Regions from separate parts of the Mus musculus genome. Here region 1 is linked to region 2. A link is a contact called in public Hi-C data. All regions are on one chromosome and are shown on one strand. Each heading gives the region's core, a stretch centred on a gene start, on an enhancer-like site or on the middle of the called end of the contact. The rest is flanking DNA. Distances are from core to core; before and after follow the strand shown. Region 1 overlaps Pde8b (phosphodiesterase 8B). Region 2 overlaps Wdr41 (WD repeat domain 41).

The links. Hi-C and Micro-C count contacts between places; a contact is called where the count stands out from the background.
Region 1: a Hi-C map of the G1E-ER4 cell line shows a contact between it and region 2, with 1.8 times the contacts expected there. The contact joins two enhancer-like sites. A contact is called at or near these places in 6 of 39 promoter capture datasets (the 3T3-L1 cell line, the C10 cell line, embryonic stem cells and 2 more), 6 of 484 Hi-C or Micro-C datasets (the BV-2 cell line, the G1E-ER4 cell line and myeloid progenitors) and 3 of 9 other capture datasets (adipose tissue, liver and pancreatic islet).

Annotation. Positions count from the first base shown.
Region 1 is chr13:95,062,447-95,065,407 of GRCm38.p6, reverse strand. All of the region lies in intron 10 of Pde8b (phosphodiesterase 8B), which reads left to right. All of the region lies in intron 1 of Gm41025 (a long non-coding RNA gene), which reads right to left. Among named protein-coding and RNA genes, the nearest start is that of Gm41025, 13 kb to the right of the region's middle. Within about 2 kb of position 1,602, at least 9 of the 459 cell types and tissues checked have an H3K27ac peak or open chromatin away from gene starts, as enhancers often do. A contact at or near this core is called in the G1E-ER4 cell line, where this site is marked.
Region 2 is chr13:94,989,435-94,992,491 of GRCm38.p6, reverse strand. All of the region lies in intron 2 of Wdr41 (WD repeat domain 41), which reads right to left. Among named protein-coding and RNA genes, the nearest start is that of Gm41024, 12 kb to the right of the region's middle. Within about 2 kb of position 1,726, at least 23 of the 459 cell types and tissues checked have an H3K27ac peak or open chromatin away from gene starts, as enhancers often do. A contact at or near this core is called in the G1E-ER4 cell line, where this site is marked.

The DNA.
Region 1 (2,961 bases), core at 353-2,852, 73 kb before region 2:
GTCCTCCACTTTGCTCTAAGCTCAGAGGAGCTATCTGGTCATGATAGACTGGTACCTTAATTAGCAGGATTTCTCCACACTGCCTCCTCCAGCATTTTATGTGACAATTAGCATAACAAAGCCCTGTGTCTCTCAATGTATCCTGCTGCCCTTGTCCCCTGAATAACTGACTGATAGGGTAAGAGCTGTTGCTTACACCATGGGCAAGCAGAGGCAGAGGCGGCATGAAGTTCCTTGGCCCCTCAGTTGAACAGCTACAAAGAGAGAGATCAAAACAAAGTGAGGTTCCAGCTGAGGGGACAGTTCAGGGGGAGAACTCTTGCCTAATATATTTAAGTTCCTGGGCTCTGTCCCCCAAACTGCAAACACAAACACCCAAAACCTATTATTTTTCTACTTTACCAGTGTATCTCAAGTGCTAATGTGGAATGAACCACCTGGAGATAAGTCAGTCTGAGTCTGTAAGGCTGGAGAGAGGCTGTTGGTAGATGACAACGCTGCTGGTATGCTGACCACACTCTGAACAATCATTGTGTCCCCTGTTACACAGGATAGCCAGGCCTGTAGCTCTACCTCACATGAGGCTCATAAAGCCTTGAACACTTTGGGCCCCCCTAAGCTAGTAAATTTGACTTAGGGACTCTTGGGTAGGGACAGTGTAGTACACATTTTGAATGAGCAAAGTATATATATATATATAATTGGGACTGGAGAAATGGCTGAGCTGTTACAACTGCTTACTGCTCTTCCAGAAGGCTGAGTTCAGTCCCTAGTGCCCACATCAGGTGGCTGACTCATGTAATGCCAGTGCTAAGAGGCTACACACTCTTTTGGGTGCCCAGCACACCTGCACTTGCATAAGCAAGCCATCTGCATACATACATTTAAAATAAAAAGGTTTTAAAGATTTATTTATTTTATATGTGTGAGTACAACTGTCATCTTCAGACACACCAGAAGAGGGCATCAGATCCGATTGCAAACAGCCTCTCTCCAGCCTTACAGACTCAGACTGAATTATCTCCAGGTGGTTCATTCCACATTAGCACTTGAGATACACTGGTAAAGTAGAAAAATAATAGGTTTTGGGTGTTTGTGTTTGCAGTTTGGGGGACAGAGCCATCATGTGGTTGCTGGGAATTGAACTCGGGACCTCTGGAAGAACAGTCAGTGCTCTTAACCATTGAGCCATCATTCAAGCTCCTAAAGTAAATATTTTTTTAAAAAATGATGTCACTGAGACAAACCATGAAAACATACCTCTGTAAAGACTCTTCCAAATGGCTGCAGACTATAGAGCCATTGGCCACTAGTCTGGCAGGTCAGGGACATTTGACAGAAGGACATTTACAGTATCTGGATATGTAGCTTGACATTGCAAAGGAAGTTACACTTCAATTTTCGCAAGAAAATACTGGACAGCAGGGGAGAGTAACCCTGTACTGGGCTGGCATTTACCTGGGAAGACAGCTTGGGATTTGTCTTTTGAATCTTGTATCAACTTAAATATTCACATATCTGTTCATCCATATCAGACCACTGCACACCACTCTGACATGAGTAACATTTGAAGTGTTGTTCAGATAAAAATGAAGAGATGCCGTCATACTTCCTGTTAGGTTCATAGTTGATACTGCAGGGAGGAGGCCTGCCCTCCCACCCCTGCCTACCCTCACCCCCACCCTCACCCCACCCCCACCCCCAGGATCTTCATCAGTGTATTCGAAGCACTCTGCCCTGGTGTTGTCAATTGCTCAGACGCAGCTCAGAATACATGAAAGTGAATGAGCTGTGGCCACAGGAGCTGGGCTCCTGGATGCTGGTTGGGTGTCTCATTCAGTGTCAGGTCCAAGGCTGCACTGGAGTGGGTTTTAAGAAGTGAATCTGCAAGTGGGTTTTGAAACTCCAGCAGACTGCAAAAAGACCTTTGATCTGTGCATCAGAGCCTTTTTTTTTTTTTGTTTTGTTTTTGAGAAAATGTCCATCACAAGGTATTTTCACTGAAGAAAGATGATCAAAGATATCTACATGATGCCACCAACTGTCTTTTCGTTCCATGTACACAAAAGAGGGAGGGTCACCCAAGACCTGGTTCCTGTTGGACCTCTGCACCCAGCACTCGAGCTTGGCTAATCAGAGTTCTGACACATCCATGCAAGTCTCTAGTTTGTAGTAAATGAAGAATATTGAGTATTTAAAAAAAATATTTAGCATGTTAGCTCTATGAGTTGCCCTGATTATTTAAATAGATAATATCTTTGTTCATGCTAACCATCTATTTCCTGTGTTTTGTAATATTTGTGGGGCAGAAGAAACAGAAAAAAAATTGATAGTACAAGTAAATTTGTGTTTGAAACGGTGATCAAAATGTCTCTTCATCAAAGCAAGCATTCTTTTAAATGGCTGTACTGGTTATTTTTCATCAATGCGACAAAAACTAGGGTCACCTGGGAAGAGAGAACCTCAACTGAAACATTGCATCCATCAGATTGGTGCCCCCATCAGATTGGTGCCCCCATCAGATTGGTACCTCCATCAGATTGGTGCCCCCATCAGATTAAAGTTGCAGTAAATATTATTTGGAGTTTCTTCTCCACCTTAGACCATGTAGTTCCCAAATAAAAGACACAAAACCTTTATATTTTATAATAAGCTTTAAAGCACCTGAGCTGGGCAGATATCAGTCCTCTGTGCTGTTTTTTCTACCTCCCTGTCAATAATCCTGAGACATTACTTGCCAAGTTCCATGTAGGCCTCTCCTACTCCAGCAGACCAGCTCTCATGGCCATGCGCTCATGATCCACATACCTCATGGCATGAGCCTTCCCCTCCTTCTCTCCCTCTTAGTCTCCATTTCAGAAACCCAGCCTGGGAGCTGAAGCCTTGCCTACCTCTCTTATGCCCAGCTACAGGATGGGCTGCTCAACCAATAGTTTTAAATTAAGGAACTAGGATTGTACA
Region 2 (3,057 bases), core at 477-2,976:
GATATTGGAAATGCAGAGACAAAGAACAGTTTGCCTCAGGCCACAAAAAGGAAGCCGCAGTAAACACCACTAGACCTGATGCCTCCTCACCCTCATCCCTCTGAATCTAGGAATATGTTCTACATTATAGAGTAAAACATTCTATACTAAGTCCTATCAAGAAAATAATTTTCAAGTTATTTTTCATCATAGTAGAAAATGATTATTTTTTCATATATATTTTTCATCATATAACAAAATCAAGCAAGCACTATTTATAAGCAGGCAACCAATAGTGCTGTACAAGAACCAAGCTGTAAGCACCCAACAGTGCTGTACAACAACCAAGCTGTAAGCTGTCGACTTGTTGTTAATAATGAAGCACACCACTCTATAATGAACACTAGTGGCCCAGGATTACATCTATGTATGTTGTCTTTATACTACTATTCCCATATAGTTGAATCTGGCTTTTTTAATAAGATGAAAAAGAAAGCCAGCTGTGAACTATGCATCTCTGCTCACAGTTAACAACCATTAATAAATGATGTCCACTAATAGTTCTATCATTTTTCAGTCTGTGCTACTTCCCTCCAGGATCAGCAGTGGATTCCTTACAGTCTCCATTCAGTCAGTACAGTGGGTCATAAGAGATCATCATTAAGAGAGGAGTCAAGGACTAAGACTGAGATGGAGATGACTGTCCAATCGGAAGATCTCTTCCAGTAGATCTCTCCGACATGAGACACAGATTCTCCCTTCTGTCTCCTGAGCCCTTCCTCAAGGCTCCATGCTGATTAAACACCCAGGTTTAATCAGCTTCAGCCTCCTGCTGTCTTCATAGGCTTAGGGAATCCCACAGTCGGTTCTCACGTCAAACCCTCATCAGATCTCCCGCATGATCAAATATAGTCAGGCAGACTCTAAGACTCCTAACTTAACGAGCTAGAAGTACACAATAGTTCATGTCAACACCATCTACACTGTTTATGTTCATTTCAAAATGTGAGCAATTTGCACACTCTGGTGAGTAATGGAAAGCAGTCATCCAAGCCCACCACATATACTAGCAGAACTAACAGAGCTCAGTAGTTTAGAAATTAGCCTATCAAGTCATGAGGGAAACGTAGAGGGGCTGGGTGTGATCAAATCACACTGTATACATGTATAAAACTTTCAAAGGACAAATTTTTCCAAAGAACAAATTAAGAAAAAAACCTTTCAAAACTTCATTTTTCTATGTTTAATGACGTGTTCTCCAAACCCAAATACTCAATACCACTACCTTGAGTATCAATGGTAATTGCTGGAAGTGAATCCTTAGCAGCTTGGTTTGGGGCCTATTGATTGCTTTGTATTTATACAGAGAGAGCAGTGAGGGCGGGACTCAAAACCTTAAGTTTTCTTTGGTATAAAACATCAATTTCTATTGATTCTCCAAACCCTTATAATTGTTTTTCTCCCGGTCAGAAAGCCTGCAGGTTTAAAATGCTTTTTTTTTTCCTAACCTTGATTTTTAACTTCTCATTATTGTTTTATCGCGTTTGAATCTCACAAAGAGAAATGAGTTCACCACGAGAGATGACTGAATGGCTGAGAGCTTAGAAATGAGATAAGAAGCACTTTGCCCCCAACTGGAATTTAATCAGTAGCAAACAAAGTTAATTCTAAACAACACTCAGCACTAATGCATGAAGTCATGGTCGGTTTTTATTGCTCAGAGGACAACTGCTAGCTTTGTTGATCACTCAGCCTCTCAGCTCTGAACGCTGAAAAGGTGTGGCCTTGTTGGAGGAGGTGTGTCACTGCTGGCAGGCTTAGAGGTTTCAAAAGCCCACACCACTTAGCTCTCTCTGCCTCAAGCCTCCAGATCAAGGTGTAAGCTCTTACGTTCTAGCTCCATGGCTGCGTCCCGGCTGCCATGCTCCCTGCCATGATTAGGAACTCTACCCTCTGAAACTGTAATTCCTCAATAAAGTCTTTCTCCCATACATTGACTTAATCATGGTGTCTTAGCACAGTAATAAAAATGTAAGTAAGACTAGTACTATATTTAATAGTCTTTTACTTATTTTATTTTATGTGCATTGTGTTTTGTCTGCATTCATGTCTGAGTGAAGGTATCAGATCCCCTGGAACTGGAGTTACAGACAGTTGTGAACTACTATGTAGGTGCTGAGAACTGAGCCCAGGTCCTCTGGAAGAAAAGCCAGTGCTCTTAACCACTGGACTATCTCTCCAGCCCCGTATCTATCAATCTTTATCAAACAATGCTTCCTACTCTGACAGATCTCTGGTAGCGCTAGAGATGTGCTTGTTATATCTTTCTATTATTACTTAATAGATCAAGGACGCAGAAATTCATTAATTTATACAGGACTTGAAGAACACATAGAATATACAATGTAGCAACAGCAAGATATATTGTCATCTCAAGTTTTTGAGAAATATTCCCCAAGAAAGACTGTGTTACAAATTGTCTTAGGGTTTCTTTGCTGTGAAGAGACACCATAACCAAAGCAATTCCTATAAAGGCATGCATTTAGTTTGGGCTGGCTTACAGTGTCAGAGGTTTAGTCCATTAGGGTCATGGTGGGAAGTATTGCAGTGTCCAGGCAAACATGGAGCGTTCTCTATCTTCATCCAACAGCAGCAGGAGACTGTGTTCCACACTGGGCAGACCTTTGAGTCTTTGACCTCAAAGCATAACCCACACTTCCTCCAACAAGGCCACACCTACTCTTACAAGACCATACCTACCACCTAATAGTACCACTTCCCATGGGCACACACACACACACACACACACACACACACGAGTCTATGGGGGCCAATCCTATTCAAACCACCACAACTGATACAAGTCAGTATCAAAATGATAGCTAGAAAATGTCCCCAAATATTTAAAATTTTCAAAACAATTCTAAATTATACAAATTGGTAGAATTTGTGAAGGCTTTTCTCTAAGTGGAAATGAATGTGCAATGTCCTTGTGGTGACCTTGATTTTCCCTGCCTTCTAGAGTTCATAGGTTCTTAAGCTTTACTTTGCAGAGTCTGCCTTGCCTCTTTCAGCTCT